Regions from separate parts of the Mus musculus genome. Here all the other regions are linked to region 1. Evidence: chromatin contacts called from public Hi-C data. All regions are on one chromosome and are shown on one strand. The core of a region is the stretch at or near the end of the contact, and the rest is flanking DNA. Distances in the headings are between cores, read along the strand shown.

What was found. A called contact is a pair of places that touch in the nucleus more often than the background predicts.
Region 2: a Hi-C map of liver shows a contact between it and region 1, with 3 times the contacts expected there. The contact joins two enhancer-like sites. A contact is called at or near these places in 2 of 484 Hi-C or Micro-C datasets (the N1E-115 cell line and liver) and 1 of 9 other capture datasets (pancreatic islet).
Region 3: a Hi-C map of liver shows a contact between it and region 1, with 2.1 times the contacts expected there. The contact joins two enhancer-like sites. A contact is called at or near these places in 2 of 484 Hi-C or Micro-C datasets (both in liver) and 3 of 9 other capture datasets (adipose tissue, liver and pancreatic islet).

What each region holds. Positions count from the first base shown.
Region 1 is chr2:134,798,774-134,802,360 of GRCm38.p6, reverse strand. The region is part of intron 1 of Plcb1 (phospholipase C, beta 1); the gene reads right to left. It also overlaps the pseudogene Gm14036. Among named protein-coding and RNA genes, the nearest start is that of Plcb1, 14 kb to the right of the region's middle. Within about 2 kb of position 1,895, at least 7 of the 459 cell types and tissues checked have an H3K27ac peak or open chromatin away from gene starts, as enhancers often do. A contact at or near this core is called in liver, where this site is marked.
Region 2 is chr2:134,954,661-134,958,247 of GRCm38.p6, reverse strand. The region is part of intron 2 of Plcb1 (phospholipase C, beta 1); the gene reads right to left. Among named protein-coding and RNA genes, the nearest start is that of Gm39941, 39 kb to the right of the region's middle. Within about 2 kb of position 1,652, at least 2 of the 459 cell types and tissues checked have an H3K27ac peak or open chromatin away from gene starts, as enhancers often do. A contact at or near this core is called in liver, where this site is marked.
Region 3 is chr2:134,929,589-134,933,175 of GRCm38.p6, reverse strand. The region is part of intron 2 of Plcb1 (phospholipase C, beta 1); the gene reads right to left. It overlaps Gm39941 (a long non-coding RNA gene), which reads right to left. Exons shown (of 2, transcript XR_866761.2): 1 at 2,962-3,587; 2 at 1-2,112. Among named protein-coding and RNA genes, the nearest start is that of Gm39941, 14 kb to the right of the region's middle. Within about 2 kb of position 2,010, at least 16 of the 459 cell types and tissues checked have an H3K27ac peak or open chromatin away from gene starts, as enhancers often do. A contact at or near this core is called in liver, where this site is marked.

The DNA of each region.
Region 1 (3,587 bases), core at 646-3,145:
GCCCAGGACATGATGTGAAAGCAGCTGCTTCTCAAACCTGGGGACCTGAGTGTGTCCCTGGGAACTCACACATCTCCAGAACCCATGTATAAGAATCTGGAGGCAGTGGCTCAATTCTGTAATGCTGCATGTCTATGACGAGGCTGAAGACAGAGATACAGTTGGCCAGAGGCTCACAGGCCAGCTAGCCCAGAGTACTATCCCAGAGAGACGCTGGGCTTCAGCAAGGTAAAACGTTGAGAATCACCTCCTGAATGTTGTTCTCTAATCTCCACAAATTCATCTTGGCAAGCATACACATATGCACATGAACACACACATACACACACACACACACACACACACTAATAAATATAAATATGGGCTTAAATGTAGGTTTATGTTGACATGTATTTATTAAGTAAAACAGATATAACATAAATTTTAGCACTGGTAAGTTTGCAGCTGTGTGTCACTGTAGTCAAATGCACATACACGTATATTACTGTACCAGTGTCCACAGTGGCAGAAACACGTCACCATCCCTAACAGAAATGCCACAATAGTTTAAACATCACTTTCTAGTCCTGCCTTCCACAGCTCTAATAACTACAATTCTACTTCCTGTCTCAAAAAAAAAAAAGATTATTCTATGTTATAAATGAAAGCATACAAAGGATCCTTTCCACCTGGCTTATTTTTCACTTTGCAAAATGCTCTCCATGTACATTCATGCTACAGCATGTGGACCAGCCTTTCTCTCTGAGGCTCTGTATCATAGATGCACCATGTTTGACTATCTACTCATCTTTCGGTGGACATTTGGGTAACTTGCTTTGGTAGCTGCCAATAATGTTACTGTAGACAAAGAAGCAGGGACATCTCTTTGAGACTTTACTTTCAATTATTTTCAGTAGATATTGAACAGAGGAATTTCTGGCTCATGTAGTAGGTCTATATTAAATATTTTGAAGCAACCACAATCCTATCTTATTCTGATATTCTTTAGGCATTCATTTTGACCACTTCTTTAAAACTGTATTTATTTTATGTGTATGGGTGTTTAGTCTTTACACACATCTGTGAGCCACTTGCATATCTATTGTTCACAGAGGTCAGAAAACAATGATGGGTATACTAGGACTGGTGTTCCAACAGTTATCAGCAAATATGCAGGTGCAGGTGCAAGTGCTGGAAACCAAACTGGAATAGCGGTCTGTGCTCTCAACCACTGAGCTACCTGTCCAGTCTCTTCCCACACATTCTTAACCTACAGCTTGAAAAATTATTTAAAAGAATTGCACAGTTGCATAGAACTTCATAAGGAGTGGAAAACTTAAACTTTAAGTGTCAAAAAAAGAAGACACTTGGAAATAAAATTTTGATCTTAAAATGCAGGAATAATTCGAAGACGTTTTAGGCTTCTGTGAGATTACGCACTTGACAGCTCACAGAAGCATTTGCAGCCATCTTCTATCATCTGTTCTTCCTAAGGTGAGCAAAATGAAAATACTGTCGAGCTGCACACAGCACCTCCTCCAGCTTCCTGACCAACCAGAACTAATGTACAGGTGCGAGCTTCACACAGCATGCCCCCTAACTTACAGACCAACTTGAACTAACCTGTAAGTATGAATTATCATTTTCATGTCACCTCCTCTTCTTATCAGAGCAATGAACAAGATCCCATTAAAAAGATCTTGGTGACAATTCTCTGCAAGAATCTACAAAAACCAAGCATTAAAGTGAAAAGATCAAAGTCTATTAAATTTTTATTGTGGTCTCTGTGTATTAAGTCCCTTTGCTTCAATTGTATACTGCCAATTCTAGTGTATTTGTTCTCCTTCCTGCCCCCATACTTGGGTACAGGTCCTCAGTCAGTGATCATTTGTCTTGGCCTCATGCCCCCTTCCTTCATAATCAAACATTCCAGGACCAACTGGAATTCAGCATTCTTGGCATTCAAGGCCTGGTCTGACTCAGAAATACACAAATTGTCATTTCCAGTTTCATTTGCTACGGAGCTGTAAAAGTCTGTATTCTCTCCATATCAAACTAGCTACTCAGCCAAGATGCTACATATTAACTGTCAGAATATGTGCCTAGGAGTGATGTCTGAAATACAGTCATCCTCTCACTCCCAGGGCTGTGATTCTTAGATCAGTTGGCTACTCTAGAATTGAGCCAACCCTCACAGGGGATCTTAGTTTGTTTACTAAAGGATTTCTGTTATAGTTTGTTTTCTATCACTGTGATAAAATGCCTAAAGCAACTTGGAGAGGAAAGGGTGTTTGTTTGTTTGTTTGTTTAGCTTGTAGGCTACAGCCTATTATTGGGGAATCCGTGACAAAAACTGAAGGCTGGAACTTAGAAGTAGGAAAAGAAGCTGAAGACAGGAAAGAATGCTGTTTAAGGACTTTCCCTGCATGGCTCTTTCAACTTGTTTTGCTATACAATGCAGGACCTCCCCCATCCCAAAGGTGCAACTCCACACAGTATGCTAGGCTTTCTGAAAACAATCTTTAATTAAGAAAATGTCCCACAGGTTTGCCCACATTCCAATCAAATACAAGCATTTTCTCAGTTGAGGCTCTTTCTTTCCAGATGACTCCAGAATCCGTCCAACATCTAGCTCGCCTCTTTAAAAAATCCTAACCAACACAAAAGGTTTTGTGTTTTTTTCTTTCTTCATCAATATCAATAGCATGGTAATTCCATAAGATGATAGTTTTGAAATTTTCAGGTACAACGAAAGTACTGAGTTCTTAAAATGGATTGCAGGACCCATTCCATGGAGTTAAGTAAAAAAGGAGGGAACTTTTTTGCTATGTGTAGGATAGAGTCTGGGAATTCACACTTCTAATAAGCCAACAGAGGTGATGATTCTGCTGGGCCAGAGTTATACTTTTGAGATCCACAATAGTGAGGCTGTGAGTCAGGAAGGCAATAACAACCTAGGGTTATACTCCTCAGGCATTCCCTACTATATGAGAGACACGTCTCTGGCCTTGAACTCACCAAGTAGATCAAGCTGGACTGCTAGTGTGCCCATGGATCTACCTGTATCTGTCATGCACATACGTATATATTCATACACACATAAAAAATCTCATGTGATCCTAATATATTTCTATGGGACAGTGAAACTACAAACACTGATGGCAACAGCAAGGAAACTCAGTTTTCTTTTCTGTCAATCTCATCTGGAGATTTTCCGTGTTGGCAAGCTACTCTTTACCTGACTCAGGTAGGCTACAGGCTGATCTGTGTTTTCTCCCCTGCAAGATGCTGAAGAACTCTAAGCATGCCCTTATTGGGAGATAGTTTCTTTAAAGATATGGTTAAGTCAAGAAGTCTTCAGGGTGGGTGCTAATCCAAGTATCCTTAGAAGAAGAAGAACCTGGGGCACAGACACAACCTGAAAGAGACAGAGAGGAAAACAGCTACCCATGCCAAGAAAAGAGGCCTGGAACAAACTTTTCCCTCTGGCTCTGAGAAGAAAATAAGCTTTCTAAAACTATACATTTTTAGTCTCAAGAACCAAGAGGAGAGTTTCTATTGAAAATCTGTGCTACTTTGTACTGAAAGCCCATATCAATTGATATGAA
Region 2 (3,587 bases), core at 403-2,902, 160 kb before region 1:
TAAGGTCTGCAATAGTTCTCCAAGACTGTGTCTTACAGTGAATGCCCATAAGAATTCCTTGGCCAATTGCTGAGAAAGCATTTCAGAAATTTGTAACTAGCATAAATATGTTATTCACAAGAATGGAGGCCAGACAAAAGGAAAAGCCATCCAGATATTGCTCTACCTAGGGATTCATCCAGTCGGCAGACATCAAACGCCCGACACTATTGCTGATGCTAAGAAATACTGACAGGAGCCTGGTATGGCTTCCCCTGAGAAGCTCTGCCAGCACCTGACTAAGACTGATGCAGATGCTCACAGCCAACCCTCAGACTGAACCCAAGGACCCCAGTGGGAGAGCTAGGAGAAGAACTGAAGGAGCTGAAGGGGATTGCAACCCCATAGAAAGAGCATTATCAACTAATGGGACTAGCCACAGCTCCCAGGGACTAAACCACCAACCAAACTGGAGGACTCCAGGACTCCAGCTACATATGTAATAGAGGATGGCCTTATCTAGCATCAAGAAGAAGGAAGGCCCTTGGTCCTGTGGAGGCTTGATACCCCAGTTAAAGGGAATACTAGAGCAGTGAGGCGGGATTGGGTGAATGGGTGGAAGAGCACCCTCATAGAGGCAAATGGGAAGGGGATGGAGTGGGAGGATTGTAGAGGGGATATCAGGAAGGGGGATAACAGTTGAGATGTAAACAAAGAAAATGATAAAGAAGAGGAAAGGGAAGGGAAGGGAAAGGGAAAGGGGAAGGGGAAGGGGAAGGGGAAGGGGAAGGGGAAGGGGAAGGGGAAGGGGAAGGGGAAAGGGGAAGGGAAAGGGGAAGGGGAAGGGGAAGGGGAAAGGGGAAGGGAAAGGGGAAGGGAAAGGGAAGGGAAGGGGAAGGGAAAGGGGAAGGGGAAGGGGAAGGGGAAAGGGGAAGGGAAAGGGGAAGGGAAAGGGAAGGGAAGGGGAAGGGAAAGAGGAAGGGGAAGGGGAAGGGGAAGGGAAAGGGAAAGGGGAAGGAAAGGAAAGGAAAGGAAAGGAAAGGAAAGGAAAGGAAAGGAAAGGAAAGGAAAGGAAAGGAAAGGAAAGGAAAGGAAAGGAAAAAAAAAGGAAAAAAGAACCGTGGACAGAAAATTCTAGAGCATGTTGCCAGCAAATTTACTGCTTGTTGAAGTTGTTATCCCTGCTGTCAATACAGCACCTCTCATGCTCCCTTCTTACAGGGAAGGCTTACACATAGTTAGTTCTTCCCAGCCCTTTTAAAAATCACTAATTCCCAGGAGAGTCTTTTACTAGGATTATACATTAAGAGACTTGGACTCAGGATGGAGGTCTGTTCTACTCATTTATAAGAAGAAAGTCAGAAAATACCATGATGGAAAGACTCATACTCAGCCTTTGCTGAGCTCCTGTTTTGTGTTAGATCCTGAGCTGAGTCCTTTGTAGACATTAAGTCACTCCTAGGGCCTTGGTACAGGCAAACAGAGGCCGGGAGCTGTCAGTGTACACCTATTTAGGGAGATATGTTGTAACTAGGAAGCTTCGAGGATATGTGGATCAACCAAGAAAATTACCAAATGCAGAAGAGAGTTTGTGAAGCAACAAGAGTCTAGTGTGGGTGTTCAGCAAGAGATCAAGGTGCAGGTGGTCTGAAAACCAGTCCAGGAATTAATTTTGTAATACAGCCAGCGGTGATGGTGTAACTCTTAATGGAAGGTTGGCAGAAGTTGCTGGTGGAGGAGTTCAAGCAGTAAATATGCCTGTCCTGCTGTCTGCAGAAGGACCCATTACCTTTCTAGCACCATCCCCGCCAGCCTCATCCTGGTGACCTCTCCCAACATCTTGATAAGAGACGGTGGAAGTGATCAGGACTGTGATTACAACCACTCTTATTCTCTCATGAACACCTGATGAATCTATACAGTGACACTAACATTTCAGAAAGCTGGGAGATTCTGGTAACTTTAACAGGCACATGCCCTGTGATTCAACAAGCCCATGCCTATGTAATTGCTTGAGAAAGAAGACAACACATCCACATTGGACCAGTGCTAAGATTGATAATGGCAGCTTTAGTCACACTAACCCCAAACTGCAAACAACTGAAGCATCCCTCACCAAAAGAAAGACAAGCACACTGTAGTAAAATCATATAAGGAGTGCTACATGGCAATAAAAATGAGCAATGCAACTTGGCAGTAACCAGAATGAAATTTAAGACCACTGTGTTGAGTGACAAACAAAAACGATGACCAAGACATTGATTCAACTCGGTTGACAAGCGAGAACACCCAGATGCTGGGTAGGTCACGGATCTTCACTCTTTCTAGGTGTCTTCTAAGTGGAGGGCTGAGAGGTGCTGAATGCAGAGGCACACAAGAATTTTCTGGAAGGCTGAAAATGTTCTGTGAGGAGCTACATTACAGTTACACAGCTGTATGCTACTGTTCACATTCACTGAATGATACATTTGAGATGTGCACATTCATTTAGATAAGTTATATCAAGCAGAGCCACTAGCATACAAGAAAAGACTCAATTCTTTTCTGACAACTGGGTAAAAACAATGCAAACCCAGCTCTCTTTATCAGAGACTTCTAAGTTAGTTATCCCTGTCCCAGATGGTCATCTCCTTTCATACATCACAAAACATAGAATTACTCAACAGGTTCTGCACTTTCTACTTTAGAATTCTCCCGGAGTCAGACCACTGTAGTACTTCATTCTTGTAAGACAGTACAGTATTAATAAAAGAATGTATACTACTAACTTAGCAAAATTATTAGGATGGTACAGTACTGCTGACAGAATACAGACCTATGGAGAAAAGCAACAGTACTTGAAATTTCTTTATGAGTGAACCCATAAGTAATTAACATACCTTTCAGGTATAAGCATGTGTTCAGCTATATGAGAACCATGGATGTTCATTGACTGTCAGGACATGACAGATTTAAGCATGTGGAAAATAGAAAACCTGCATCATAACTTTTAGACCTACAAATCCCTGGGAAGTTTGGCCACGTCTCTCAATCCTGAACCCTCCAGTATCCATAGCTGTCTTCTCAGAAAACACAGTTGCTCTCAGGAACCTTCTTGGCACTAGCCATTCCTCATTGCTCAGCCTCCTGTCCAACTTCCAGCAAGAGACACAGTCTGCGGGAATGGGAAGACCTTGCTGGGAGAAGAATATGACCTCAGGATGCACTGAACTCACTCTTTCTCACTAAATGTACCCCTTTACATTCTCCTATAGCAAAAAGTTTCAAAGACTTACTTGAAGTTTGTCTTGTAAAAGGAATTGCTTATCTCAATTGCCCCCACTCCTAATCCTGGGAAGTATGGAGGGTCTTGAGCATCAGGTAAACCTGGCAAACGAACTTCACTCAAGTCAGTATAGAAACAGCATTTGGGAGCAAGAGAAAAGTCTTCATTTATACAATTCTCATGTGCATCTTACAAGGACTATTTTTAAGTAAGAGCAATTTGTTTATTCCAAGAGATGGCATGTGATTTCATGTTATACAGTGGGCGTGACACATATGTTCTCAAAGGTTAACATTTTTGATTAAAAAAAAAATCCTGTTAACCACCATTGACTTCTCAAGAC
Region 3 (3,587 bases), core at 761-3,260, 130 kb before region 1:
TCTGTGTCTGTGTCTGTGTGTGTATGGGAGAAGCAGTGGATGTAGACAGAGAGTAAACATGGGTATTGTGACATATAACATGCTAGCAAATCACATAACATAAGACATAGAAAAGGGGAGGGAAAAGAGAGTGCTTATGTCCCCAGCAGGGCCTGGGGCCAATGAGCTGCCTTCATCCTCCCAACAAGACCAATGTGGGGAGGAAAACAGAAACTCCATTTCCCTGGTCCTAAGAGTTCATTAGTAGCTTCCAATCTCTTTCTTTCCCTCAAACTTTGTTATCTTCATGTAATCACAGCTATGGTTTTTAAGAACCTTGGGGAGATAGATACACTGTGAGGCAAAGATCTGTACAAAGGCATTTGTTAGGGGATAAATGTGAGATCAGTTAGAAAGGAATGGAAGGAAAATAAAGGCAATGGAGAAATAAAAAAAGAGAAGGAATGTGAGGGGAATAGAGAAAAAGAGGAGGGCTAGGAAGGGGAGGGTAGAAATGGGAAGAGGAAAAGGGGGAGGGAGGCTAAAGAGGAGAGGGGGAAGGGAAGTGAAAAAACGAGAAAAAGAAGTGAGATTATAATACAGTCACTGAAAATGTACCTGCCACCCTCTTAGGAGCTCTGAGCTGACATGGTTCTTCCTAAAGAAGGTTGAGCCCCAAGTCAATACTCATTATGTCAATTTCTACAGCGGAGTATCCAATATGAGTTAGTGTTCCAATACCTAGCACCTTACAAAACCAACTAACTTAATAAGGGCATTGAAAAAAGAACACAAACCCCAAATGTCTTGTTTTTTTTTTAAATATATTTTTCCATTTGAGACAATTGAGTAATAAAACTTTGGCCCAAATGTCCATAAAACGCTAATCCACAGCTCAAGTGCCTTGTAGAATTAGCAGTATTGAAACGTAAGTCTTTGCAGGAGAGTGTTAGTTCTGCCAGATATCAACAAAGTGTACAAGTTCTTACTCAAGGCAGGTGAAACTGCCAAGATTATAATTGCTTGAAACTGTAAGTAGGCAAAGAAATTAATGTTGCTGAATAGCGTTCCCCGAGAGCTGGCAAATTTACTCGAGACTGGATATCATCTGGAAAGCAGGAGAAAAAACTCCATGCAATATGGTTAGCTTTTCCTGAAACCCCTGAGTGGTCATGGCTAACATGGTAAATATTTAATTCCATCACTTGCAGTTAGCCTTTGCCCTCAGTGTTTCACTTTAACAGCTCAGAGAGTTTAGGCAAACATTCAGACTCCCTTTGCCTGCCTGGTGTTCTTGCAGGCTTAGCAGGCTGCCTTGGTCCAGAATCAGAGGAAACAGGGTAAGCAAGACTTGGAGACAAGAAATTTAATGGGAGTGGAAAAGGACAAAATAAGAGCTGAACATGACCTTCAAGGATAAGAAGGATTCCACACACCCCTTTTTGTTATATGAGAGACTACAGTCTGAAACAGAAAAGGGGGAGCTTATATCTAATGACTCTGGGAAGAGGGAGATATTTCTTTCTCTTTGAAGAAGAAATCCAGTGCCCTGACAAATGTTCTTAGCCTGTCAATAACCCGAGTTTGCCTGATAGACCTTCTGGTTTCCAGGATAATTTTCTCCAGTTGAATGTCATGATCAGCAAGGTACGGTGACTCTTTAGTATTTAGGCGAAACGAGTTCTGAGAGTTTCTCATTAGGCTGGGACACAAGAGACCTGCAGGAGCATTGGAAGCAGTGAAGCAACAGTTACACTGGCCATCCGGAAGAGCATCCCGGAGCCCAGCACATGATATGAGCCATCCATCCCTGAGCTAGTTGGTACATCTTGGGACAGCTGCTATATAGCACATTTTTCAAAGACATAAACGGCACTGGTCTCTGCTGTTGCATTTTCTGATCCGAAAAAAATGTGTTGCATTCTGCTTTAAAGAAAAGTCATGCTGGAGTAGAGGTTAAGCACCCTCTCAAACACTTCAAAATTCTACAAAGAGCAAGGGTCACCTCCAAATCACTGTACCTTGTCCACAGAAGGCACCAACTAAGCAGCGAACTGGCACTGTGGGTATAGATCAGGGACTCACGTTCCTCCTGAGGGCACAATCCAATCCCTCATTTGTAATTATGTGTTTCTGCCAAGAATACAATATAGATTAATCACAGACTTAGGGCATCAACTAGATCATCAGCTAGTGGCCTTAGAATTTGACTGTCTTCAGCTCCCTAGCCAAGTATAAGTGGCAACTGAGAAAAACCTAGGTCCTGCTAAGAGCAAACAGTGACTCTAGAGTCATAGAAATATTTGCTTATTACCCGAGGTCCTTTCAAATCATCAAGCCAGCCAGCATCTGAGAAGTGACATGTGCATTTAATAGAGATTAAACCTAGCCTCACACTGAGAAACAAGATCTATCAACTGTCACTCAATCAAACACAGTTAAGTACGTCTCTCCTCTCATTTCTAAAAAGGAAGATAGATCACAGTGAAATTCAAATGGTACGCTTTCTAACTCAATCAAGCTCCCACTGATTGCAGAAAACTATAAATGAATGCAATGCTTTCTAGACCAGACATAGTCTCAGAGGGATCCTGAGGCTCGCAAATATGCACTGTAACAGAATAGATATACCCACTCAAATATCTAACATTGTAGATGAAACTGCTGTAAGACCAATAAAGGCCAATTCACTTTTATCTGTTTTCAGGGTTTTTTTTTTAATAATTGACTTCATAACAAAGTATTTTACTTTTACAAGTGTTGATGTGGTACAAATATAGATATTTTAGTATACATTTGTGAATTTTGATAGAAGCACTCACATTATGCACACCCTACTAACATGTGGGTTATCTGCATGACCTGGAGGGCCCCCATGTTCTTAGTCAATCTCGGGCCTGAAGCAACCAGGATTTCTTTAGATACTACAGATTAATTTTGTTTGTTTCCAAATTCATGCAAATATAAGATGTATAAGCTTACCTCCTCAGCATCATGTTTTAGAAGGACACCCAAGGCTGTAAATATCAGACTTCACTCTTTCATGTTGCTACATAGGATTCCTTGGGGGCAGATGTAGAATCACAAATTTTAAGCTTTGGTTCGGCTACTTGAAGCTGATTAAAATGCTAATATAATAATGTGCATCGTTTCTTTCAAAACAACATTATTTTAAATTTCAAATATAGTTTAAAAGAAGGAAGGAAGGTTGGAAGGAAGCAAGGAAGGAAGAAAGGAAGGAAGACAATATGCTACAGACCTACAATAAACATTTTATCTTTAGGGCCTTTTGCTGGCCTCAGAAGCCCAACAACCTGCCTTGATCTCTTAGACACAGCAGCCACAATACAACCTGAAGAATAATTCCCTGGGTGCTTTATTTCTGGCAAACTCCCTTAACTGGTTAGTGTGATAATCCCTTTCTTAGAAGAACACTTAGCACTGGAAATGTGTGAGGCAAACACAAAAATCCAAGTCCCAGTTTCATATGCAAATCAGCACCATGGAAACCAGGGCAACACTGCTGGGCTCAGGGCAACTGGTGGGGAACAGATGCACTATGAATCAAAAGCTGAAGAAAAGTGTTGTCAACAGGATTATGGACCCAG